Regions from separate parts of the Mus musculus genome. Here all the other regions are linked to region 5. Evidence: chromatin contacts called from public targeted proximity ligation data. All regions are on one chromosome and are shown on one strand. The core of a region is the stretch at or near the end of the contact, and the rest is flanking DNA. Distances in the headings are between cores, read along the strand shown. Region 1 holds the start of Pold4 (polymerase (DNA-directed), delta 4). Region 2 holds the start of Ankrd13d (ankyrin repeat domain 13 family, member D). Region 3 holds the start of Rps6kb2 (ribosomal protein S6 kinase, polypeptide 2). Region 4 holds the start of Rad9a (RAD9 checkpoint clamp component A). Region 5 holds the start of Zdhhc24 (zinc finger, DHHC domain containing 24). Region 6 holds the start of Ndufv1 (NADH:ubiquinone oxidoreductase core subunit V1).

Region 1 (4,010 bases), core at 1,120-3,619, 650 kb after region 5:
CTGACCACCACATGACATAACTAGTTTCCATGATTGTTTTGCCTATATTTTCAGTGATATTGACACCCCATGGGATCTATAGTAGCAGGAACTTAGTAGCTGTTCATAAGTTGGGCATATTAGGCAGATTTTCTGCTGGCTGGTCAGGGAAGGAAACTTAGAGTGAGTTTCTACCAGGGAATACCAGAGGCCACTCAGCTTTTGAAAAGACTGCCTTAGAAAAATAGATATGGAAGCCTTGTGGTATAGAAACACAAGCCTTTAACCCCAGCACTTGGGAGACAGAGGCAAGTAGATTTCTGTGAGTTAGAAGCCAGCCTGGTCTATATAATGAGTTCTAGGACAAACAGAACTACATAGTGAAACCTTTTCCCCATTAATTAATTAGTTAATTAATTAATCACTTTACATCCCAGTCACAGCACTGTCCCCCGCCCCATATTGGGACCCTTTAATCTCAGCATTCAGGAAGCAGAGGCAGGCAAATTTCTGAGTTTGTAGCCAGCCTAAGTAAAGAAAAAAAAAAAAAAAAAAAAAAAAAAAAAGCCTGTAGCTGGCTCTCCAGCCCACTTACAGTTTGGGAACTGCCGGCTAGATTAGAGCATATTAAGAGATGTAAGGTCAGAATCTCAGGCTTAATGTACTTTATTGTAAGCATTAGTGAGCTCCTTGATCCAATAACTCACTCATCTGTGCCCTCAGCTAGATGCCCAAGGTGGGCCCTTTAGGTTATCTGCCGACATCTGGTTTATGCCAGCCTGTGCTGGATTTGCCACACCGTAGGTCAGGGGTGTGGCGGGTGGGCATCTGGTGGTCATGATTAGGGCGTGGAGGTGCTCAGCTTCACAGGTCCCAGGAGCTTCAGCAGCCTGCTGTTTAGATGGAGAAGAAGCTGAACCAGGAAGACCTCCACAGTCAGCCTGCTGTTTCTCCAAGGTTGGAATGAGCAGAGCAGGCCATGATGTCTGTCCTGAAGTTCTTGGTGGCTAGGAGGTGCCCAGAGAAGGACAACGTGGGGGTACCTCAGAGTGGGTAGAGATGCCACAGGCTGTGGAAGACAGGGTGGGAGAAGGAAGTCATAGCCACATCAGTTCTGTTCCTTGATGGACTGTCTCTAGTTCTTACTTACTTACTGCCTACAATCCTGTGGCTCTGGTGAACACCTCAGGACTCATGGATAGCTCCATGGGCCCTAGATATACCCGTCCCCCACCATCAGCTCATAGAGGTAAGGATCATTATCGAGATCTATCTCGAGCCAGACTCTTCTTGCTTGACAGGAAGGACCGTCTAAGTCTGTTCCCACTTCTCCAAGTCAAGGTAGCCCCTACGTAGACCAAGAGGGTGGCAGCTCCTGGAGAAGTCCCTGGTTCCCCTGAAAGCTGTCCCAGCCTATCCTGACCTGCATTGGAAGTGAGGGTCTTCAGGGTGTGCCTTCAACACTTGGTACACCTCTAGGGGGGGCTTCAAGCCCATCTGCTCTGCCCGACTCCAGCGCTGCAGCCTTGTGATACCTGCCATCAGGAAAAGAAGACAGGATAGGCAGGAGAATCCAGGATAGTGGACATGGACGGCAGTTTCTTGAGCCTCCATAGTCAGTTTCAGGAGACAGTGTCCAAGAGCTAGGCAGGATTACTTTTGAGACACATTGATAACAGAACTGATTCAGAGATGTGCCTGATGGGAGGGACTGGAAATGGGGTGCTCACCTGTACAAGGCCCATACTGCCAGGCCAGGTCAAACTGCCTCAGCAGCTCCAGCTCTGTTTCCTCCTGGCTGAGGGACTGGGTGTCTTCCCCTGCAATAACATGTGGTGGCTCCTCAGGCACATCCAGGCCTTTGCCCTACCCTGGACTTAGAGCTGTGACTCTATATCCTGGCAATCTCCCCACCCATTTGCCTTTGCCATCCAGCAGACAGACAGCTCATCGGAAGTGCGAGACATGCTAGCTTCCCTTTTTAGCCAACACACACACACACACACACACACACACACACACACACACACACACACAGAGTCCTTTCTGGTCACTTCATGTCCACTCTTCCTGCCACCCCCACATTTTAGAGACCTAGCTCGGGTGCCAGCTCTCCCTTGCTGTGCCCAGGGGGCCCCTCCCTCTTCTTCACAACAGGATAGGAGTCAGTGATGAACCGCTTCCGACCCATGGCGGCCACCCAGGCAGGCGGAGCAGGAGGCAAAGAAAAGGCAGGGCAGCGGGCCTGTGAGAGACAGCTGCTGAGAGTGAGAGAGGGGGCCAGAGAGAGATGGGCCAGCAATGGACAGACAAGTTGACCCAGACAAGCAGAGAGAGGAAGTCCCTAGGTTCCAGGGAATGACGCCTGTCTTCCGCCCCCACAAGCACGCAAACATCAGAGACCTAAGCAAATGGCAAACGGCCTTTGCGGGGCGGGACCTTAATTCTAGCCAATGGCAATCGGCAGAAGACGGGGGGCGGGGTAGCTGCTGCTGCGTTTCGAGTGAGGAGGGGTTAGGCGGAACCAAGAACCTGTCAAGATGCCCCAGACTTCACCACCTCCTCGGGTTTCTCATTGGTCCACTTGGGTCCCTTGGGACATATAGAGAGTTATCCTCGGCCTCTCACTTCCCGTTTTTCCTTCCTAGGCAAATGTTCTTTTCAGCCTCACTAATCCCCATGGCCAGTTTTTAAGTCCCCTGAGAACCTTTTTCTCCTGCCGGTTGGCCCTAGAGCGCTGTGGGATCAGATCTGTAGGTCCAAAGAGAGTTTGGACTAGTCCAGGTCCTTCCCTGCTGCTCTTACTGGCCCCAGGAGACCTTGCTGGAGAAACTCATGAGCTCAGAAGGCTCCTTTCTCACAGTCTGCTGGCAGAGCCACTGTCCACCCAGCCCAGGCATGCGGTTGCTGTGGCCGCTGTCAAGTCCCACAGCCTGCCTCTGTCCACTTTGCTAGTCAGGAAGATTCCATTCCAAGCAGGACGCCAGAAGTATAGTCTCCATTCTCCATGGGTTCATATCCCCAGTTCTTAACTGACAGATCTGCTCTGTTTTTTTGTTTTTGTTTTTTTCTGAATGTGTATCATGAGCAGAAAATAATTTCAATAAACCCAACCCTCATATTGGACTTTCCATGTGCCGAGTTCTAAGCATCTCCCACATGCTAACTCAAAATAGATATCAAAAGAGTTTTTTTGCAAGTGGGAAGTGTAGGCAAATTGTGATCAGTGCTCTTAGTAACAGCTACTGTGTAACTAACTAGCTTCCCGTGTGCTGCAGAAGTGCTCTTAGTAACAGCTACTGTGTAACTAACTAGCTTCCCGTGTGCTGCAGAAGTGCTCTTAGTAACAGCTACTGTGTAACTAACTAGCTTCCCGTGTGCTGCAGAAGTGCTCTTAGTAACAGCTACTGTGTAACTAACTAGCTTCCCGTGTGCGGCAGAAGCTCCCAGGCTTGCGCGGTAGAGAGAGGGACATACACAGTCGTTAGTCCTGGACAGGAGAGCAGGAGCACGAATGCCTTAGAGCTGGAGGAGAATGGTAGGCATTGGGAGAAGACCTCAGGAGGTAATTGCTGTAAACAGCGTCTCTCAATTCTCTACCCATGACCTTTGTTTTGGGGCTCCTGTCATCACTGACTCACCCCTACTACCACCTCCCCCTCACCAACTTCCTGGCAGCGGGTGAAAATGCTGGCCCGTGGGAGTCTGGGAACCAGCACTTGGACTGACCCAGCACTAATCACCCTCTGGAGAGCCCATCCGGTTCTTCCTTCCAGGGGTGCAAGGATGGCTGGTTGGAGGCCTTTGCCCTCCTTTTTGGAAGCTCTGTGATCTGGCTTAGGAAGCACTCGGCTGGCCTCCCGTGTGTGTGGAGGCAGAGAAGAGGACCCCTCCAAAGAGAAACCCACCAGTGGTGGGCAGAAGGTTGTGTCTCCAGGGACCTCCTCTTGCTAGCCTTCCCCCATTAGCTTCTTGAAGAAGAAGGAGCTGCAGGCACACTGCAAAGACCTGGAAGGCCTTTCTGGGACCCA
Region 2 (4,297 bases), core at 753-3,252, 600 kb after region 5:
TAGGGCAGGCTGCAGTCATTAGAACTGGCTCTAAAACAAATAGCTGGTCACTGCAAGAAGTGGGGAGATAGGACCATTGCTTCTGTCCAGGAAAGATGTTCTTGTAATTGGTGATTGTGAAGGAAGAGGTGAAAGACGCCAGAGAGGAAAAAATGGAACAGTGTAGTAAGCCAGGCCACACTGAGGGAGCGTGTGAGGGAGGCCATGTTGTTGGTCAAGAGGTAAGGTGGAGCTGAACATGGCAGAGCACACATTTAATCCCAGCACTTTTGTGAGTTTGGGTCTAGTCTGGTCCTCAGAGAGAGAGTTCCTGGACAGTCTGGGCTAGTTAGTGAGACCCTGTCTCAAAAGACAAAACAACAAAAAAGAGGTGATGATAGCTCAGAGCACAGCTGGCCTGGAAGGAAGAGAGAAAGGCGTTTGGACTTGGCTTCTGACACCCTAATATGGCAGCATGGAATACCTAAGACCAGAGGTGTCCTGGAAGTGATATCAGATGGGAGTGGACAAGCTGTCAGCTAGGAGAGGGAGGTCCATGTGGAAAGAAGGGTCGATGTCAGAGCAGTAAAGACTGGCGGAGAGATGCTCAAGACTGCAGCAAGTCCTAGGCCGTCCAGGGCCAGGGTGACGATGCTGAGGAGGAAGTCTCTGACAGAAGCAGAGACCAGCAGGACCTAACTGCAGAGCTCTGGACCTTTAGAAGCTCAGGGCCTTGAGTTCCTCCCAAAGTCCAGACATCGTAGATGACCTGACCACAGCACACACGGTGGGTAGCCTAGATCCCGGACTGCTATAAACCACCCGATCGCAGGGAGAAAGGTGGCAATCAGGCTGAAGAGATGAGGACATCCTTGGGCAGGAAGGGAACCTCAGTTAGATGGCCTTTCTCCATCACACTAAGTTTAACAGATAGGGAGGTGGAGCCATCCGATGAAGGTGTTTGCTGCCAAACCTGACAACCTGAGTTAAAGGATGGGAGAGAACCAACTCTCAAAAGTTGGTTTTTCACCTCCACACTCATGAGCACCCCCACACAAAAATGAATGTAAGATTTAAAAATAGAGAAACAGACCAGAGTCAGTTTTGGAAAGTCTGGTTTACCCCCTCGCCACCCAGCAAGACCAGGATCAGAGAACCCATGGTAGGACTGAAGATAACCAAGGGTCCCAACTAAGCTGGCTGGCTGCTTGAACCCTAGATCCTGTGTGAGTGGAAGTGCCAGCCTTGTTTCGAAATTCTCCTTCCTTCCCTGTTGGCAGTAAAATGCAGCCTCTGCAAAATGGACTCCTGTGGTGGTAGCGTGCACCCTGGCCGATCACCCAGCCAGGAAGCTGAGCTTATGTCCCCCAACCCCAACAATATTCCTGTTCCTGATTCCTTGCTGTCTTCCAGGCATCAAGGCCAGACAGATCCTCGGGAAAGAAAGCTTTGACTGGTCAGCATTAGGGGTTGCTGCGGGGTGCCCATCTCCAGAAGCTAAGCGCCTGTGCTGGCAGGGATGAGGTCAAGATTTCCCATCCCACCCGCCTATAAAAGACAAGTCGGTGCTGATGGAACTCAGGAGTGGGCTAGACAGAAGGACACATTGTCAGCGGGGGTGGGGGGGGGTGGGGGCGGGGGGGGCTGCAAGAACAACAGACCCTGGCCCAATCCCAGTGCCACCGAGCCTACCCCACTCCCCTTCCGTTCCCTCCTCCCTCACCTTTCTGACCACTAAGAGATTTGCCCAGGGCCTGGGGCGCCCCCTGCGGGCACGGGTGGAGCTGCAGCTATGCCCCGCCCTCCGGAACAACCCCACCGACCATGGCGCTTCAAAATGAAGTTCCGGCTGTTCCTGGGGCGCATGTGGTTGCCCTGGAGACTGGACAGCACCCCACACACACTCCGCCCGCCCCCAGCGCGCAGGCCTGCAGTGGTTGCCGTAGCTACGGGAGGCGAGGGTGTGCGAAGCCCGACGCCACGCCCTAACTCCATGTAGCCCCGCCCCCAGATCCCCGCCCCGCCCTCCCTGCCGCCTTCGCTCTTGCTGCGGCGGCTTCTAGCAGGGGTCCGCGGGGCTGCAGCGGGTGCGGCTGAGGTGCGGCTCAGAGCGGAGGAGCAGGGGACGTGCCAGGCGCAGGCCAAGAAGGGCTGGGCCTTTCGCTCGGGATGCGGTGCTGAAGCCCAGCATGGCCGGCCTGGGCCCCACCTTCCCGCTGCACCGGCTAGTCTGGGCGAACCGGCACCGCGAACTGGAGGCCGCACTGCACAGCCGCAAGGTGAGGCCCTGAAGGGGATCCGATTCGGTTGGTTTCCTCCCCAAGCCCCGGTGCCAAAGTACGGAATCTACTCCGCAGCTCACCGCCCCTGCTGTGCTCCGCAGCTGCATCCTGACTCCTTAGGTCCAGCTCTTTCCAAATCCCTGGTCACCTGCCCTCGAGCTTGAGCATTTGTTTAGCGCATCTCCCTTGGTTGGGCCTTGCTCTGCTATCTGCCCCCTTCGTATTGCGTTAAGCTCAGGATTCACCCTCATCACCTCTGAGCTAGAATGAGGACAAGAACCGTGTTCTAGCCCTCAAGCTGGTCTAAACTCTCAGCATCCCTAGCCTGAATCTGTCTTGCTAGACTCCACCACCAGGCCCTCAACTCTGGATAGCAGAGGGCAGAAGAAATGAGCAGTTCCTTCCCACTGGCCCTTACTGTCCCCTTTACCCCGACACTTTCCAGTCCACATAGGCCACACTCTTATCTTCTCACTGACCTGGTTACCCATAGTAACTCCAGCCCTTTTCAATCCAGTGACCTCCTTGCTTTGGCCCTCTCTTGCCTTGTATTGAGTGACCCATCTCCCTTAGCACGACATTGAGCAGGAGGACCCCCAAGGGCGAACCCCCCTGGAGCTTGCTGTGACCTTGGGGAACTTGGAGTCTGTGAGAGTCCTCCTCCGACATAATGCCAACGTGGGCAAAGAGAGCCACCAGGGCTGGGCAGGTACTGTGCAGGGCAGAGGGTCCTCCCTTGAGACTAGCTTCCAGGTTGGTGAATGGGGGGCAGGGGGAGTAAGTAACCGTGCCTGGGGGCGCTAAGAGGGCTACCCCAGCAGTTGCTCATCTCCAGTCCTGCAGGAGGCAGTCAGCACTGGAGACCCTGAGATGGTACAGTTGGTACTCCAGTATCGGGACTTCCAGAGGGCCACACAGAGGTTGGCTGGCATTCCAGAACTGCTCAACAAACTCCGTCAGGTATTACCATAGAGTAAAGAAGTGGGGTATAACAGGCGCTCCGTCTTCCTGTGATAAGCCTGGCCTTGGAGGAGTATCTAGGTTGTGCGAGACGCTTTCCCACCATCTGTGTCTCAACCTCTGCCAAGGGTCATGTAAGAAATATGGGATCCCAGGCCCATGCAGATGAGACTGGGTCTTTTGCAAGGAAGACATTCACCAGCACTAAGGGTCCCTGATACCAGGAATCTCTTGGATAGAATGGTAGGCCTTGGGTCACCTAGAGAATGTAAATTTCCAGAAAGGTGACTGGGTAGAGATGGCCTGGACCCTGGAGTGCCTAGTCCTGTGCATCCGAAGCACACAAAGGACAGAGGCACAGTTGTGCTCCTCACATGTGGGAAGGTCTGGAAGGATCATTGTGTTCTCTTTACAGATAAAGGACTCAGACACAGAAAAGACAGAGGACCTCGTAGGGCCCCACAGTGGGCTATGGCCCATGTCAAAACTAGCTCTAGGCCCCCAATGCTTATAACTTTTATATGTGTAGATCATTTTAGGGCCTACTTGGGCTCTCTCCTTGGCATGGTTTGTTTGGAGTGGGAGTATAGCTGGGCCACAGCAGTGCATCAGAATTTGTGGGCTCCCAAAGAGTAGTTGTGAGGCCCAAGGCCTACTTGGCTGTGGCACCAGGCCATGGCTCCTAACAGGCAGCTCTGGTTTTTCTTAGGCCCCTGATTTCTACGTGGAAATGAAATGGGAGTTCACTAGCTGGGGTGAGTGGGGCTCAGTTGACCGCAGAGACTTGGAGTGGGCCATTTGGGGGGAGATTCCCAATGACTCTGAGACTTCTTTCAGTACCTCTTGTGTCCAAGATGTGCCCGAGCGATGTGTACCGTGTGTGGAAGCGGGGTGAGAGTCTGCGGGTGGACACTAGTCTCTTGGGCTTTGAGCACATGACCTGGCAGCGTGGCCGAAGGAGCTTCATCTTCAGGGGTCAGGGTGAGCTGTCTGTCACCTCAGATTCCCTGGTGGCTTTTAAGCATGTGTCCTTCTCTCTCTGTGCTCTCTGAACGTGGAGACCGAAGCTGAGGGTG
Region 3 (4,145 bases), core at 382-2,881, 720 kb after region 5:
GTGGGTGAAACCCAGGCTCCTCCTCTCTTACCCCTCCACCGCCTAGGTCCAGCTCTTCCTGTCACCTACACAAGGAGAGAACCTTCACCAGCCCCTAGCCTTGGACAAAGGCCATGAAATGGGAGATTAGCACACTAGCCTTTATGCAAAACCCAGGACAGTTGTAGAGCCTGCTGAAAATGTCTGGCCGTGCTTCACTGTGTCTGTTGGCCTGAGCAGTAGAAGCAAATGTCTGTGCTCAGCACTAGGAGTAAACATTTCCCTTCATGCTTTCAGGCAGACCCTAGTGCCCCTATGTTACAGATGAGGAAGCAGGCTCAGAGAGAGAAAAAAAAAAAAAGACTGCCTCCAAGTTCCTATTATAGTGGATGTAGACAGAATGCCAAGGCCAACCTTCTCTGTTTACTGTTTTAAACGCTCAGTTAGCCTCCAGGTCCTCTCTCCTTTCTATCTTCATTTATAGGCAGCACTCAGACTCCTAAACACCTGCCTCCCATACACCACACACGATCTCTACCAGCTTTGTTGCTTTGGCCTCTGGCATTCCTAGCTAGCTTGGCCCTGGGACTTCTGTGTACACCTTTCCTCATTTTAGGGAGCTAGCTACTCTGAAAACACCTGTCTTTGCTCAGGAGCCGAGGACAGCTCCTGAAACCTGCCTACCTAAATAAAGACTTGTTAACTAGTGAAGTATCCGGAGTCCAGTGTTTTAGCTAGTGCTCCCCTCCCAGGTTCAGTAGGTGGGGAGCTGGGAAGTGGGAGGGAGAGGTAGAAAGCACCCCATTGGCTGGGCCCCAGGGTTGACCTTTGCTACGGGCTTACCTTATATCTACATGTATGTTTGAGATTTTTTTTTCTTGAATTATAATCCTAAATCATATTCAGGCAGTAATCCCTCTGCAGACCTGGATACCCCTAAATTTTGTTCATCTGAGTTCATATCCTATACCTCAGTGGGCATCCCGTGTGCAATGGAAAAGCTATCCAGACAGACTCCAATAGAAATGGACAGGCTTCGTTTGGGATCGAACCCCAGCAGTCACTTGCCATTTGTATGGCAAGTGATTTTACCCGCTGAACCATCTCGCCAGTTCTCATCCATCCTTTCAACTATATTCTATTAAAATATCTATTCTGAACTAGGCAGCTCAAATACTCGGTATGCATACATTAGCAAAAGTCCATATTTAGGTGTGTTGAGCCCTTCAGAAAGGGAGCCTTGAAACAAAGCCCAGGCAGTCGCCCAGAAAATGTCAGACCTGCAGGGTCTGTGAGCTTCAGGGAGGTTGTATGGAGTGTCCCTAATACAGCTTACTGTCCCCTAATACAACCGAACAGACACAAGTTTTCTTTCTGGGCAGCTCACAGCACTAAGAAGGGCTGAGGAGTTGCCACTTAAACGTTCATGCATCTGTAATTCTGCCCATTAAATCTTGAACTTGCTCCAGAGTCAAAATGGGAGCCTCTGTGCGCGCGGCTCGGGGCGAGAGCTGGCCCAGGAGAAACCGACAAGGAAGATGGTCTAGTAAAGCCTATTCTATTCATAAGGCTTGCAGGATGGGAGGTCCAGATGTCTGGAACTACGACTCCCGAGAGGCTTTCCGACAGGCGCCATCTTTTCTTCCCACTCGACTTGAGAGTGGGTGAAGCTATTGCGTCAACAGAGCGAGCGGCTGCTGTCGCGGAGAAATGACGTAGGCACAGCCCGGTGCTGTCAGTCAGAGTTCTGCCTGGTCCGGGCCAAGGGTCCCGCGGGACCGGCGGGGCCATGGCGGCCGTATTTGATTTAGACTTGGAGACCGAGGAAGGGAGCGAGGGCGAGGGCGAACCGGAGTTCAGCCCTGCGGTGAGTGTTTCTCTCCGGGCGCGACTGGACCCGGGAGCCCGGCTGGTTAACCAAAACCCTGGCGCTCCCAACTCTGAGTGGTTTGTGACCCCTACAAACCCAGATCCAGCCCCAACCCCAACCCCAGCCCCAGCCCCTGGACCCAATCTTTCCTTTTCTATCCTTGGTCTCTCCTTCCCAACCTTTCCCCATCCCTGCTCCTGTCTTCTATCCTTGGTCCTCTCCCCTGGGCCAAGCAGTTGAGCCTAGGTTGGGAGGAGGTATTCTGGCACCTCCCATGGTTCTTATTACTTGGTTTCTCACAGGACGTGTGTCCCCTTGGCGAATTAAGGGCTGCTGGCCTGGAGTGAGTGAGGGTCTTGCTTGGGGGGTGGGGGTATGGAGTAGGGGTCGGGACTTGGAGTACACTAGAGCCTTTCCCTCATTAACTTATTCTGTCTTTAGGACAGTGGGACACTATGAAGAAGTAGAGCTGACAGAGAGCAGCGTGAACCTGGGTCCTGAGCGCATCGGGCCCCACTGCTTTGAGCTACTGAGTGTACTGGGCAAGGGGGGCTATGGCAAGGTACTAACATCCCTCTCTCCCTGGCGACCTCAGCTCTAGCCTGAGACAGCATACTATCCTTCACACCCAATAGGCTTGTAAATGTACGGAGTCTCTGATGGAATTCAGAGCTGGAGACCTGGGGGAAGGAAGGGCATATCCTTTCAAAATCTGATGGAGATCTTTACTGTTCCACCCTTAAGCTGAGTTTAGACCTTTTGGTCCCTTTAGGGTGGGGCAACCTTGAAGGTGGGGTGTGGTCAGAGAAGTTAATCCTGTCTCCCCTGCCCTACAGGTGTTCCAGGTGAGAAAAGTGCAAGGCACCAACTTGGGAAAAATATATGCCATGAAGGTCTTAAGGAAGGTGAGTCACTCGCTTAGCCAGCAGAGACAGAGTAGCTGCCATCCCCATCAGCCTGTGCCAGGTCTCGGGAAGACAGCCGGAAACATGATAAAGACAGTCCTTATCTTGACACTTGCTGACTTAGCATCTATTGTCATACATACGATTTTGGAGTAATTCTTGGATGGAAGAAGCTGGCCTGCTAGGGCACATATGGCAAGCTTTGATTGTCAGGACTCATGAGGACAGGCAGTACTGTTGGCATTCTGTGAATAGAAGCCCAGGATGCAGCGCAACAGGAACCCACGACAAAGAATTGTGTGGCTCAGTGTGTCAGCAGGGTCAAGTTGAGCTGAACTTGGTAGGATACTGTGTAGTCTCAGGACTTGAATGGGTAAAGCCGGAGGATCTGAGTGGTGGTAGGCCAGCACACCAGGGGCTACATAATGATACCTTGTCTCAAAGAACACAAGAAAGTATCAAGGGTGAGAGACTGAGAGGATAAACCGGTTCCGGAAAAGTTTACTGTTTTTAAGTCACTTCCTCTCAGGAGACAAGGTCTCACTGAAGCTGGGCTGGAGACCCAGTGGTGCTTCTGTGCCCCTCCCACAGGGCACAGGCACGCACAGCCATCGTTGGCTTTTTATATTGCTACTGAAGATTTGAACTCAGATCTTTATGCTTTCATAGTTCACACTTTGAACCTCTGAGTCCAGTGCCCAGTCCTCCCATTGTCTTTGTCATGATCAGATCTTGTGGAGGGCAGACTGGAGAAGCTTCTAGAAAGGGGGCTCTTTGTGATACTGTTCCACCCTTGGTACCCCGACTCTATGGGTTGGTTACTGTCAGGATGATATCACTGCACAGACCTAGCATCTAGACACTTACATACCCAAGTTGTTTCAATGTTTATTTGAAACAAGAGACGTGTACTGGAACACTGGCTCCTCCTCAGTATAGTTGACTCTTGAGGTTGCGCATTCTATTGAGGTGGCAGTCAATCCGCAGAGCAGAAAGGCAAGCACTCTGGATGCCTCCCCTTCTAACAGACTCCTGCATCTCTAGGCCAAGATTGTATGCAGTGCCAAGGACACAGCCCATACCCGGGCTGAGAGGAACATTCTAGAATCTGTGAAGCATCCCTTCATTGTAGAACTGGCCTATGCTTTCCAGACAGGTGGCAAACTCTACCTCATCCTGGAGTGCCTCAGTGGTAGGTGTGTGGGCTAAGCCGAGCAGGGTGTGGCAGGGAGCCAGCCCAGGAACACTGGGTGGGGACTTAGGGACTCTTGAGAGGTATCATGGAGGATGGCTAGGAGGCTCACATACCATGCCTGGCCGTGTGTCCATCTGTCTGTCTCTCTATCTGTTCATTCATTCAGCAAACATCCATCCAGTGCCTAGTGTTTGTG
Region 4 (4,390 bases), core at 1,018-3,517, 680 kb after region 5:
TGGGCGTCAGCGGGCAGCTTTCGGGGTTCTTCCTGTTGGGCCCGCTGCTGGCTGCGGAGCTCCTGTCCTCAGGCCGCACAGAAGCAGCTTATGCCCCCCCCCCCACCCGCCTGGCTCGCCTTGAACGTTCTCTGTCATCTCAATAGGCCTTGAATTTTCAATCTTTCCACCCCAGCCCTCCAAGAACCTGAGATTACAAACCTGTGCGAACATGGGCTAAGCATGGGAGAGTAGAGTTATCAGGAGAGGGGGTGCTGTGGGCAGAGGTGGAGGGTGGAGCAGCCTGGTTAAACTGTGCCACATACTTAACTTTTTCCTTTCCTTCCTTCCTTCCTTTCTTTCTTTCTTTCTTTCTTTCTTTCTTTCTTTCTTTCTTTCTTTCTTTCTTTCTTTCTTTCTAAAAAGATGTATTTCTTTTATTTATATGGGTGCTCTATCTGTACTGCATGCCAGAAGAGGGCATCAGATCACCATGTGGTTGCTAAGAATTGAACTCAGGTCCTCCGGAAGAGCAGCCAGTGCTCTTAACCACTGAGCCATCTCTCTAGGCCCTCCTTTTTCTATTTTTTTGAGACAGGGTCTTGCTATATAGCCCAGGCTGGCCTCTCAAGTTCTCGAGTCGCTAGTGGTAGGATTATAGGCATGAGCCACCATACCTGGCTCAACACCTATTTATTGATCCTAGGCTGGGTGGGAAGTACACAGAGCAATAAACAAAACAGAAGCAGTTCCTGCCCACATGCAGCAGCCACAACAGCAGGAAGCACAAATATTAAACACAGAGGAAACTGGGACACACCATGGCTCAAAGCCTAGGGTTTTCTCTGCTGAGGGAACCTTTGCTGTTGAGCCCAGGAAGAGAAGTCAGCATGGGAGAAGCAGGCTACAGCCTTGGAAGCAGCCAGAGTGGCCGCTAAGAGCCTGGCAGGGCTATGGAGATAGGTGATCATGTGGGGTAGGAGACAGTGAAGACCTCTGTGGGACCTGGATCCTCAAAGTTCCTGATCAAGAGACTGGACTTTGCCAGGAGAGTTAAGCCCACCGGGGGGGGGGGGGGGGGCGGGTCACTGAGGACTGTGTCTGGACAGTGAAAGGAGGACAGTGGAGACAGAAGGAGGGCCACTTTGCCATCTGTTTGGGAAATGAAGCAGCCAGAATCCACCGAAGACGTGAGCAAGTGAGGAGGAGAGGATGCTGGTAATCCCCTAACTCCCAGTCTAACAGAGAACTGGACACCTCTGCGTTGTATGCAGCTTGCCTTGGATGTGGAAAGGGAAAGCCGCCTCCTCCCCGGAGGCTCTAGGAAAGAAGCACTTGGAGAGGGAGAGGAGCCTAGAAAAACAAAGAGGGGCTAGGTAACAAACACACCCTCCCCACTACCCACAGGCCCGCAGGGGGATGGGCAAGGGTTGCTCTAGGCATTTGAACTACCTCCCAGAGCAAGGTGAATGCGTCCCAGCTGAAAATCTTCATCCTTCCACACTGTCTGGGTAATTGGTAAAATGTACATAAACCAAACCCCGCGTAGTACTTAAGCCTTCCCAGGGCTTCCCAGTTCATCCCTTCAGCTCTGCCTCCCCACCCCTTACCGCACAAGGCTCGGGACACCCCATTCACCCATATTCGCCTACCCCCATTGTGCTTCTGCTTCTGCCCCTCCTTCTGACAAGTCCATCCTTCCACCCTTTTCTGTCCCAGAACCTTCTCATCTTTCCATGTATTTACGAAGGTCAGTGAAGGATCCTGAAAGCAAAATGAACAGCCCCTTCTCATCGCTCTTGAAGCGAGTTACGTTTTTTGAGGGGAGCTGGTGGTTGCTGCCACAACAGAATCCCCAGCCCAGATTGAGCGCGGACTATCTTGATTTGACCCTGTAACCCCACACACTAAAGTTAGCGACCCGGGAGGGTCTACACTTCCCACGTTAGGGCTCTGGTCCAGAGCTCGATCCTTGGTGCAGACACCTTGCTCCTCCATCTAGTATGCCCTTCACCTATGCCCAGTGCAGCCCAGTGGAGCTGCAGAGCTCTGCAGGGTGTGCAGGGCTCGGGTTCGGGTGGGAGAATCAGACCTGAGGAAGGACACAGGAGCAAGCCCTCCGCAGTCACGTGACCCGGGCCACACCCAATGAACCGACTAGATCACGTGACACCGAGCTTAGGAACGTTTTTCTCACGTGACGGAGAAACCCCGGGTGAACCAATAAGGAAGCGGAGGCCAGGCCGGCAGCGGGGAGGGGACGGTGCGCGGGAAGGGAACTTTAGGCAGTCGTAGTAGCTGCTGGGACTCATTATATGTCCTATCCCGTCCCGGTTCGTGTGCAAAACAAGCTCGATTTTTGTGCTTATGTACTATGAAGTGCCTGATCACCGGGGGCAACGTGAAGGGTAAGTTTGGACCTACCTTGCAGCAGACCACGTGAGCAAGCCCCAGGAGTCCCCCTAACCACTTTCTGTTCTCCTCCCCGCAGTGCTGGGCAAGGCTGTCCATTCGCTATCCCGAATCGGGGACGAGCTCTATCTGGAACCCTTGAAGGACGGGGTAAGGGACTGGGACGCAGGGATGGGGGCGGATTCAATGGTGAATGGGGAGCCTAGGCTTGGTGTTCATTCGGCCTTACAGGGATGGTGGACAGATATTCCGGCGCAGTTTATTATCTCTTGGGTTGTTCGGACATCGGCTTGGGCCCAGTCTTCTGAGGCTGCATGTCTATACAGAGGGTACTTGCTCTTCCTAGAACGCCTAGTGGCAGGCAAGGTGGGGCTAAAGTAACTTAAGGGAAAAGCAATTTTGCCTGCTTTTTGTGTCTCAGCTCTCCCTACGGACTGTGAACTCGTCCCGTTCTGCCTATGCCTGCTTCCTTTTTGCCCCACTCTTCTTCCAGCAGTACCAGGCGGCTTCCCCTGGTCAGGACCTGCTGCGCTGTAAGATCCTGATGAAGGTAAGGGCCACCTGAAGCAGCTCCACAGCTGTGCCTCTGTGCCAGGTACTCAGTAAATGATGAGTTTGACTAGGGAGTTAGTCTCATATGGGAGCTATTCCATGCAACATGCAGTGAGGTAAAGATGTTTAGACCGTAGAGGGCTATCTAAGATCTGTGGAGAGGGTGGTGACATTGGTCAAGAAAAGGTTAGTGGCCCTTCCCAGCAAAGAGACCAGCATGGGCAAGGCAGCATGGGAGTGTGCAGACACCACAGCTTTGTGGGGCCAGTGATGGGGCCAGGGCCTACATGGGATGTAGAGCTGGGCCGTGGAAGCAGTGTGCCAGACTGATGTCCTACCCTGCCCAGGCCTTCCTGTCCGTCTTCCGCTCTCTGGCAATTGTGGAGAAGTCTGTGGAGAAGTGCTGTATCTCCCTCAGTGGCAGCCACAGCCACCTGGTGGTCCAGCTCCACTGCAAGTATGGTGAGCAAGCGGCCTGCCCAAAGAGTTCCTCTGTGGGTGTGGAGGCAGTGGCAGTGGAGGTTGCCAAGCCCTGAGACCATTTCCCTTATCCAGGGGTCAAGAAGACACACAACCTCTCCTTCCAGGACTGTGAGTCCCTGCAGGCTGTCTTCGACCCAGCCTCATGCCCTCACTTATTGCGCACCCCAGCACGGTAAGCACCCCTGCTTCAAACTTCGCCTGAGTCTCTCCTACCTTTAGGGCTTTAATGTCATTCTAGGAATGCTCCATTTTCAGCAGGCCTGGCTAGCCTATGCCTGTCATCGTAGCAGTTCTTAGATTGAGGTGGGAGGATCAGAAGTTTCTAGGAAACTTCACTGGGAAGGCCATTGAGTTTCTAGGTAGCCTAAGCAGTGAGACTCTTTCTCAAAAAAAGGGTGCATGTGCTGGCGAGATAACTCAGTAAAATGGTTGACGTGCAAGCCTGAAGGCCTGGTTTTGAGTCCCACTTATATAAAAATGTGTATTAATTGGGTGGTGGTGGTGGTGGATGCCTTTAGTCCCAGCACTTAGGAGGCAGAGGCAGGCAGATCTCTGTGAGGCCAGCCTGGTCAACAGAGCAAGTTCCAGGACAGGCAGGGCTACAGAGAGAAACCCTGTCTTTAAAAAAAAAAAGTGTGTGTGTTGGGGGGGGGGCACAAAACCAAACCCCCAGATGGACAGCCCTGAGACGCAGCATCACTGAGCACATCTTCCGGCTTCTGCCCGTGCATGTTCACAGTTCACACAAAACACAAAAGCACCTTTGTCTTTGGGGGCAGGAGGGACGGGGACTCAGGGTTTCTATGTCGAGGCCACACAACTCAGTACATATTTGGACCCTTACCTTGCTCTTCAAAAGCAGGAGCTGCTGCCTCTCTGTCATTTCCACTGACTGTGGGGTCCTGCCATCTGTATCCCAGAGGCCTGCTCCAACTGCTTTTCTAGAGAGCCTATGACCTGCCTG
Region 5 (4,447 bases), core at 1,783-4,282:
CAGACAGGCAAGGTAAAGAGTGACCTGACCCGTTCTGAGTGCTGACAAGAAGTAGGTGTGGATGTAAGAGCTGGGGAAATGAAACACAGGCCAAGAAATGGAAGCCAGAAGTGAGCACATGCCTGTAAGCCCAATATCTGGAGAGTTATGAAGCGGATTATGAGTTCAAGGCTAGCCTGGACTACACAGCAAGACTGTATAGGAAGGCAGGCGACAGGCAGGCAGGCAGGCAGGAAGGAGAGAGAGAAGAAAGGAAGAGAGGAAAATCCAAGCAAGCCTTCTGGACATGGGTAAGGCCGCTGGCAGTTGGTGCTTTTGGTGCAACAGATTCTGGGGTTGAGAGGCTGGGAGCCCAAGTCAGTGTCTGGGGACAGTGGGATAAGCTATGATAACTGCAGGAAAGCACCCAGCCTCAGAAAACACAGACCCACCAAGAAGAGCGCTTGTGCACGTGTGTGTGCGGTGGGGGTGGGGGTGGAGGTGGGGGCAGCATTTGGGACAGAGGTGGGATTCAATAGGATAAGGAGGCATGGTGATTTCTCAGAATGGCCAGGGAGATTGCAGAACAAGGTTAACAGGAACAGTGGAAAGGTCGGGAGAAGGATTCAGGAAACACGTCCAAAGTGTTCTGGCCAGAAGGGACAAAGAATACACAAATCCATGGGACTTTTACGGAGGTGTCAGAGGAAAGAGGAGTACTCACACCATCAGAAGCCAGCCAGTAACACAACCAAGTCTCCTCCCAATTTCCAAAGGAAAGGACTTCCCTGCCTGTAACTTTCACTGGCTCCCCTCGCCCCATCAAATCAGACCGGTATCTCTCCCCAGCATTCATGCCTTCTACCACCCAGTCCTGACCATCATTCTAGCCCTCATTCTCATGGTGCCTGTGAAACTGCGTTGGTTCCTTTCAGGGTTTGTGTACATGTAACGGCACTCATTCTCTGTGTTTAGAGTGGGGATATTTGGACCATTAGGTCCACCTCCCCTAATAACCTTCTAGCACCCCAACAACCCATGGGCTCTCAAATCAGCCTTCCCTCTTCTGTAGCAAGCCCTGGGGTCCTTCTTGACTCTGGGAGCCAGAACTCTGCTCTTGTCTTGGAGCACCGGGTAAAGTACAGTACTTAACACTCAACTAAGTGGCAGGCTTCCCTCTTTCCTTAAATGACCCTGGGACTGGGTCCCCAAAACATTGGCCAAGAGAACCAGCTAGACACCACACCTCCCATGGAAAGGGCCCTGCTCCCCAGTCCAGTGCAAGGGTCTCTGGCTCCCAAAAGGTTCAGAAAGCTCCCCACCTGTGAGTAGCATGAGCCAGGGCAACAGCAGGAGAGCCACTGTGTAGAGGGCTGAGTGGGCCTGCAGCAAGGCTGACAGGGCGGGGCCTAGCAGCACTGAGATGTGGAGCAGGACACCAGCAGAGTGAAGCAGGAGACACAGGAAGGGCCGGTAATTATGGAAGCCCACACAGCAGCCCAATAGGCGACAGTGATGGTCACGACGTAGGATGCACACACGGCAGGCAGAGCAGTGACCACTACGAGGTGGCACCTGGCTTTGGCACTGGTAACAGTAACTGCAGGGGGTGGGAGCAAGGACACAGGTCAGTGCCTCAGTAGCTCTCAGTGTCCCAGACCATGCCCAACCGCAGCCTCAGAGACCATCTTGGGAAAGCAGGAACAGTCCCTGTCTTCACCAGGCATCTCCAGCTAGTGGTTACTGCCTGTGACACACCTTCTGAAAAGCAAAGTTTGCAAAGGCCTGGCAGTACTTCCACCACTAACATCTTTCTCCCTCTCCACTCCAGTCGCTGACCTTGTGGTTCTGGAATATTCTGGGCATACTGTGGCTTCTGCCTTTTCTTGGTCTGCTTCCCTCTCCCAGAAACCAGTTCAAAATTTCCCAAGTGGCTGACTCCACCGCAAATGCCTGAGTGATGTCCACCTATTTATTTTTAGTTTTTAGTTGCAAGTGGACAAGTTAGTCTTAATATATTTGTGGATGCTATGGCTTTTTAGTAAAATGTAAATTAATTAATCAAGCTAATTAACCTAAAGCTAATCACCTAAAAGTCTTGTACTGAAAATTGACCATCTATTTAAAATTGAAACTTTATGCTGGAGAGATGGCTCAGTGGTTAAAGGCATTTGCTTCGCAGACTTGATGGCCTGTTCACTCTTCTGAACCCACGTGGTAGGAGAGAACAAACTCCCGAAAATTGTCCTCCGACCTCCACCTGTGTACCCCGGCATGCGCGCCTGGGACCGGACACACATCACACATACAGACACAAATAATAAAGATAACTTCTCGCCTCTTTTACCCTGCTCTGTTTTTTGTTTCTGTATCATTCTTGAGCATCTAGTTTACGCAATTTGCTTTTTTTTTATTGGCTTATTATTATCTTTATTATCTGCACCTTCCGCCACTGAAATCAACTCCAGGAGGTCGGGCATCTGTTTTCACTTGAGTCCTAGGAACAGTGGCTGCTCAATATCTGAATGAATAAGTAGCGGGTGCCAGGCTCTAAAGGAGTTCTATGGCTCTAACAACCCGGATGCTAACGTCATCTGGTTACTGACACCTCAAGTTCTGGGTCCTTTCTTGGTACCAGCGACCACCAGACCCCCTGCTTCTGCCCGCCGACTCCCGGAGCCCAACACTCACGCCCAGCCCTGTCCCAGGCCGCGGCCAGCCAGCATCACCCCCCGAATGCTGGGATCCGAGCGGAGGAAGAGCACCACGTTGCCCAGCAGATTGAGCAGCTGATAAGCAGCTAGCGCCAGTTGCAAGGCCCGGGCCAGTGGTCCCAGCGGGGGTGGCCCAGGCCCCAGCACCATCACGTAGGCCAGCTCCAGGACCACGACGGCGGCCCACAGCGCGGTGAGTACCAGTGGCATCCGCGCGGGCGCTCCTTCTGCGCCCCGAGCTGCCCAGGACTCCCCCATGGTCGGACCCACCGGCTTTCCGATCGCTGGGATCCCACTGCTTCCGCATTGGGGAGGGCCTAGCAGCGAACTGACGTCTCCTGCAACCAATAGGAGCTCCGCAGGGGGTGCGTTGCGCGCGCCAGACTTATAGGGAGGGGCCACAGATACGGAGAAGTGATTGGCTAACTGACCAGATGTTCGAAAATCTGATTGGTGATGCTGCCCAGGTGTCAAAAAGAAGCAGTCCGCCCAGCGTACTGCAGTAGCCGCCCCTGGTGTGGCTTGCTGCCACTCCATGAGGATTGAGTTGCAGCCCCCGGGGCGTCGGGGTTTCCCGGCTCAGCACATTCTCCCTACACTCCTCTACAGCCGCCCCGGTATTAATAGACCTGGCTGGCCCTATCATCTGGCCCTGAGCCTTTCCCCATGCTCGGGTGTCTCCATCACCCTAGAAAACTCCCCAAACAACTTGTTGACTTGCTGTTACAGACTGTGAAATAGAAATAGGGGTCTGTTTCTCGAGCGCAATGCTTAGGAGGGACAGACTCAGGTCCAAGGGGCAGCCTTTAGGATGCCTACAGCCACCACTTGGAATCCACTTAATAGATGAGGAAACAAAGTCCATGGCTGTCCCAAGATCACACAGCAAGTTAACCACAGAGCTAAAATGCGAACCCACTATCTAGGCCAGTAGTCATCCCAGCATCCCCCGCGATTCCGCAATCTTTGACTCCAGCACAATCTCTTCTCTGGTCCAGTTCCCAACCTCCCTCGCCCCCTATCTGGCCCCACCCACGTACCCCATATTTAGTACGAACCCGATCTGGGGGCTGGACCGGGCCCTACTTAACCCGGCCTGAGTGTGCAGGAGCTCGCCCAGTGAAGCAGAGCGGAGCCAAGAGCCTGAGCAAGATGATGATGGTTATGCAGCCCGAGGGTCTGGGGGCCGGGGAGGGGCCCTTCTCTGGCGGTGGGGGCGGCGAGTACATGGAACAGGAGGAGGACTGGGACCGCGACTTGCTGTTGGACCCGGCCTGGGAGAAACAGCAGCGGAAAGTGAGTGCTCACCCATTTCCCAAAGGCAAAAACTGAGGCTGGGAGGCCAGGCAGTTCTTCTCGGGCATCTGGGCAGTTCAAGGTCAGAGCCTGGCTGTAATCTAGAGTGCAGCTCCCCAAACCAGGCTCTGCCCACCAGCTATATGCTGTCCTCAAAGATCAGAAGAGTTCTCATAGGGATTTAGGATATCAAGGACACCGTGGAGTCCCTCAGTGACTCCCCAATAACTTTAAGCCCACTGCCCCTCTTGTGTTGGTGAAAGTGGATTTTGGACAAGGTCCAAGAGACCCAACTCATTCTTGGATGGGAGGTGAGGGGTTCTCAGAAAGTTATGTTCCTTTAGTCTCCAGTTAAGTATCCCTAGACCCCATCCTGAGGAGAACATGCCAGACACACAACCAGTGGATTTGGGGTGTAGGAGAGAACAGCTGTCTCATATTCTTTCCCATCCTCTACT
Region 6 (4,369 bases), core at 760-3,259, 870 kb after region 5:
TCCCAGTCAGGGAGGAAATCCTACAGACGCTCATTTTCACCCCCACGGAGTTAAGGCCATCTAGGGCTACTGTCCCAGTTTGCTGTCTATTTCAGTGATAAATACCATGACCAAAACAAGCAAACACCTTGGGGAGGAAAGGCATACATTTCCATGTCACAGTCCCTCATTGAGGGAAGTAACGGCAAGAACTCAAGGTTCCTGTGGGCAGAAATGAACCCAAGGCCATGGAGGAACACTACTTACTGGTTTGCTTGCCCATGGCTTGTTCAGGTTTTTTTTTTTTTTTTTAATACAATACAGGACCATCTGCTCAGGAATGACTTAACCCACAGTGGGCTTGGCCTTCCCACATCAATCCTTAATCAAAAAAAAAAATGCTCCCACAGACTTGCCTACCAGCAACTTAATGAAAATAATCCCTTAGTCAAAGGTCCCCCTTTTCAAATGACTAATTTATGGCAAGTTAAAAAACAAACCAACAAAAAACCCTTCTGACCAGCACACACTGTGGGCAGTATTGAGCAAACAGGTATTCATCTGTCTCTTACATACTACACTTCTAAGTCAGACATTGTAGTGACAATTTTGGAGTTTTGGTTTCTTTGAAAAAAAAACCACAGAAATATTATCAGAATGTGTTTTTGTTTTGATCCTAAGTGTGAGGATATAGAGCTGCTTCAGACTGTCCACAGCAGCTGACTATGATTTGCCTTGTGTTCTAGCAAGGACATGATTTTTCCAGCTGTAGATAGTTTCTGTGATGATGTGACATTTGGAATTCTGTGGAGTTTTTAGAGGGTATATAAATGCTAGGACACCAAGAGGTTATTAAGTAGTTGTGCACAAAGAAGAAACAAGAAGAAGAAGAGGAGAAGAAAGAAGAAAAGGAAATAATTAGATATCCTGACAGTAAAGATCAGGCTTGCCCCAAGGAACTGACGCCCATAATAAGCATGAAGTAGTCTAATGATGCTGCTGCCCTCCTTCTGACCCCTGATACCCTGGACTCAAATACTATGTAAACACAAAGAATGCTTTATTCTGCAGAAGTCCAGCATGCTGAGGTCTCCCATTACCAAGATAGACATCCAAGTGAGCTTGTAGGCTCAATTTAAAGCATATTAGGGGAATAGTAAGACTCTGTCTGACAAAGCAGAAGGAAGGAAGGAAAGAAAGAAGGAAGGAAGGAAGGAAGGAAGGAAGGAAGGAAGGAAGGAAGGAAGAAAACTCTTAAACTCTTATATCTGGGGCTGGTTTTTGAATCTAGCATTAGGAAGTCAAAGGCTCACAGCAAGTTGAAAGCCAGCCTACGCCATATAGTGATTTCCAGGCCTGCCAGAGCTAAATGAAACTTATCTTAAAAGAAAAACAAGCAAAACGTTTTTGTTCTAGAGCTGGGTTCTGAAGACAGGAGTCCGGCTGCAGTGTGTAACTAGAGCCCCAAGGGGTCCCTGATAAGGGGAGGGAGTAGCCTTTTAGCATCGGCGGGAGCCTGTGACACTCACTGACCATCCCTGGTCTCTGCATTGCTCTAAAAGGTTTACAGACACACAGCCCTGAGAAGTCCTATGCAAAGGTTCTGGGGCAGCTTTGTGGGAGGTGAGGGACCTCACCGGTTCTTTTGTTAATGAGTACTTCTCCAAGGCACACGGATGCTCAGGGGGAGCGCTTAGTTCAGCAGGGCTCGGCTAGTTCAGCGTAATTACACCAGATCAGGACGATTCCGCTGTAGTCCAACTAATTTTCTCACCAGCTTCCATTCGTGCATATATAGCTGGTGTCAACTAGACGCAAAGTCTGTAGGAAGTGGAATACTTGGGATCCAGCAGAGGGCGACACGTGAGCCTGGTTTACTAGGAAAAGGAAGAGTCTCCGAGAAAGGAGAGTCTGGGCAAGCTGGACTACATCTCCCAGAAGGCCTAGCACGAGAGTAAATTTCCGGTCTCTGTGCCCGCGCACCTTTAGTGGGCGAGGCCGAGGACAGAGCTCAAAGGAACGGAGGTCCCTGGACACGCCACTGGCTGCGGATGTGTGACGCACTTCCTGTGCGCTCCCCACCCCGTGTGTTTCTGTCGCGCCGGTCCCGCGGTTCGGAGTTGTGAAGGTGACAGCCGGAGGTGACCCGTCTGGCTCCCGCGATGCTAGCGGCACGGCATTTTCTCGGCGGGTTGGTTCCCGTGCGGGTATCTGTGCGTTTCAGCAGCGGCACGGTGAGCCCGCCCTGATTCAGGCCCACGCCTATGGCGGAGGAGTGGCGAGCGGCGAGCGGGATTGTGGTCCCCTCTGCAGAGTCCTCTCCTCTCCGAGCTACCACCCGGTCTGGATAAAAACTAACGGTCCCAACTCCAGGCTGACGATGTCCAGTCCAGCTACTCTTGTTTTAACAACCCCGTCTTGGGGTGAGGGTTTGCAGGTGTTGAGGCGTCTTAGATAATCTGTTATTTCTTCCTCGCAGCCCTACCGGGTATCAGGGTCTTCGCCCCATTTCAAAGTTCAGAAAACAGTTTTGAAAAAGATGTGTATCTCCTCAACCCCCCGACAGTATTTTGCTTCCAGTAGTGACCGGAAAACGCTTTTGTGAATTTTTTTTTTTTTATGAGATAGGGGCTCATTATATAGTTCTAGGCTGTATTCAAATTAGTGTTGGTCCTCTTGTCTCAGCCTCTCTGGGTGCTCCTGAGACCACAGGCATCCACCACTACACCTGAGGAGAAGTACTTTTAAGGAGGTAGGAGTGGATGTCAGGTCACTTTCTACCAAGTCGTGAACCATTCCAGTCCACACCTCTCCTTTATCTCAGACCCCAAATCCATTTTGTTCCCCAGCCCCAATGAGGCACTTCTCTTCCATCAGTGACCACGTACTACCTCTTCAGCAGAGTTAGGGAGATCAAGCCCCTCCTAGCCAGGTTTTGCTCTAGTGGAAGAGTCAGACAAATCTATGCTGGTCTTGGGGAAGCAATGCTGGTGCTGTCGCTGAAGTGTGACATGGCTCCGTGGGGACCATCTGCTTTTAGCTTTGTGGCCTTCCCTAAGTTCCTTTTGTTTAGAGCCCCCCCCCCCTCCTTTGGAAAATGGAGGAAATATCCTATCCCAGGAATGTTACAAGGATGAATTGGGATGAAACGTTGAGAGTGTTTAGCTCTGTAACTTCTAAACAGGAAGGACTGATATAAATGGTGGTCGGGAGCTACAATGTTTCAAAGACTTTGAAGCCTCTACCCCTGCTGTGGCCCAGCTCCTCATATGTAGGAAGGCCCAAGAAGCTGAAAATTCTGCCCCAATCCCTCATGGTCCCTGAGCTCTGGACCTCCTGACCTTCTATCTCCCCAGACAGCACCCAAGAAAACCTCATTTGGCTCACTGAAGGATGAAGACCGGATCTTTACCAACCTGTATGGGCGCCATGACTGGAGGTGAGACAGTGCCCATGGCCTGCTGGGTCCCAGAGCAGGACTTCTCCTTCACATCATTTCCTACTCTGTCCAGGCTGAAAGGTGCCCTGAGACGGGGTGACTGGTACAAGACAAAGGAGATCCTGCTGAAGGGGCCTGACTGGATCTTGGGTGAGATGAAGACATCAGGTTTACGGGGCCGTGGTGGTGCTGGCTTCCCCACTGGCCTCAAGTGGAGCTTCATGAATAAGCCCTCAGATGGCAGGTTTGTTGGGGAAATATCCTAAGCTCTGGTTGCAGGATACAGGAGGGGCTGCTGGATCACTGGGTTTTGGGGCTGATGCTGGGAAACTTAGCAGGCTGTAAGAGAGGATATATCTATCCTTAACTTAAGAGCTATCTCTTTCCTCAGCAGAGACTTAAGATGTTACAATCCATACAAGATTTTCATTTAGGCAGACCTTATTATTCAAATTCCACCTTTGCCTTTTAATACTTAGCAAGCTTTGGAGAATCTGGTCCTTTTGAATTCCTCTTTTTTTCTTCTTCTTCTTTTTCTTTTTTCTTTTGTATGTGTATGGGTGTGTGTCTGAGTATGATATGCAGAAGTTAAAAAGATAATGTTGGTTCAGTTTTTGACCTGCAACTTCAGTAGACACCTAGACACCTAGAATGCAAATTATAAAGTTAACCACTCGGTTGGCATAATGGCTCAGCAGGTAAGGGAGCCTGGCTTCAAGCCTGGTGACCAGAGGTCACTTCTAGAACCCACATGAAAGAGAGAGAGAGAGAGCTGACTCCCACAAGTTGATCCCTGAACTTCACATGTGTTATGGCACATGCTGCCACCACCAGTAAATAAATGTAATAAACAGAAATATTGTTTTCAAGATAGGACTTCTCTGTGTAGCTCTGGCTGTCCTGGAACTCACTCTGTAGACCAGGATGGCCTTGAACTCAGAGATCCACCCA

What was found.
Region 1: a contact with region 5 is called in a targeted proximity ligation map of memory CD8 T cells, with 6 read pairs. A contact is called at or near these places in 1 of 39 promoter capture datasets (liver) and 2 of 130 datasets of targeted methods (memory CD8 T cells and pancreatic cancer cells).
Region 2: a targeted proximity ligation map of memory CD8 T cells shows a contact between it and region 5, with 9 read pairs. A contact is called at or near these places in 2 of 130 datasets of targeted methods (memory CD8 T cells and pancreatic cancer cells).
Region 3: a targeted proximity ligation map of pancreatic cancer cells shows a contact between it and region 5. A contact is called at or near these places in 1 of 39 promoter capture datasets (liver), 1 of 130 datasets of targeted methods (pancreatic cancer cells) and 1 of 9 other capture datasets (pancreatic islet).
Region 4: a targeted proximity ligation map of pancreatic cancer cells shows a contact between it and region 5. A contact is called at or near these places in 1 of 39 promoter capture datasets (liver) and 2 of 130 datasets of targeted methods (bone marrow-derived macrophages and pancreatic cancer cells).
Region 6: a contact with region 5 is called in a targeted proximity ligation map of pancreatic cancer cells. A contact is called at or near these places in 2 of 130 datasets of targeted methods (memory CD8 T cells and pancreatic cancer cells).

What each region holds. Positions count from the first base shown.
Region 1 is chr19:4,230,252-4,234,261 of GRCm38.p6, reverse strand. Pold4 (polymerase (DNA-directed), delta 4) reads right to left here and starts at 2,369. Exons shown (of 4, transcript NM_027196.4): 1 at 2,074-2,369; 2 at 1,710-1,799; 3 at 1,403-1,514; 4 at 628-1,048. The coding sequence starts at 2,170. The coding sequence ends at 1,024. Gm45928 (predicted gene, 45928) reads right to left here. Exons shown (of 4, transcript NR_132309.2): 2 at 1,710-1,799; 3 at 1,403-1,514; 4 at 630-1,048. All of the region lies in intron 2 of LOC102631992 (a long non-coding RNA gene), which reads left to right.
Region 2 is chr19:4,280,842-4,285,138 of GRCm38.p6, reverse strand. It overlaps Ankrd13d (ankyrin repeat domain 13 family, member D), which reads left to right and starts at 2,002. Exons shown (of 15, transcript NM_026720.2): 1 at 2,002-2,258; 2 at 2,835-2,970; 3 at 3,097-3,221; 4 at 3,931-3,976; 5 at 4,059-4,202. The coding sequence starts at 2,169.
Region 3 is chr19:4,160,869-4,165,013 of GRCm38.p6, reverse strand. Rps6kb2 (ribosomal protein S6 kinase, polypeptide 2) reads left to right here and starts at 1,631. Exons shown (of 15, transcript NM_021485.3): 1 at 1,631-1,846; 2 at 2,152-2,192; 3 at 2,291-2,411; 4 at 2,686-2,754; 5 at 3,799-3,946. The coding sequence starts at 1,769. It overlaps Carns1 (carnosine synthase 1), which reads left to right. Exons shown (of 10, transcript NM_134148.2): 10 at 1-690.
Region 4 is chr19:4,199,480-4,203,869 of GRCm38.p6, reverse strand. It overlaps Rad9a (RAD9 checkpoint clamp component A), which reads left to right and starts at 2,267. Exons shown (of 11, transcript NM_011237.2): 1 at 2,267-2,387; 2 at 2,471-2,541; 3 at 2,813-2,941; 4 at 3,291-3,405; 5 at 3,499-3,598. The coding sequence starts at 2,354. Gm30082 (a long non-coding RNA gene) reads right to left here and starts at 2,162. Exons shown (of 4, transcript XR_388289.3): 1 at 2,072-2,162; 2 at 1,632-1,743; 3 at 1,432-1,486; 4 at 630-1,332.
Region 5 is chr19:4,877,253-4,881,699 of GRCm38.p6, reverse strand. It overlaps Zdhhc24 (zinc finger, DHHC domain containing 24), which reads right to left and starts at 3,032. Exons shown (of 3, transcript NM_027476.3): 1 at 2,671-3,032; 2 at 1,302-1,579. The coding sequence starts at 2,951. Actn3 (actinin alpha 3) reads left to right here and starts at 3,791. Exons shown (of 21, transcript NM_013456.2): 1 at 3,791-3,989. The coding sequence starts at 3,846.
Region 6 is chr19:4,010,395-4,014,763 of GRCm38.p6, reverse strand. It overlaps Ndufv1 (NADH:ubiquinone oxidoreductase core subunit V1), which reads left to right and starts at 2,009. Exons shown (of 10, transcript NM_133666.3): 1 at 2,009-2,213; 2 at 3,336-3,418; 3 at 3,492-3,662. The coding sequence starts at 2,142.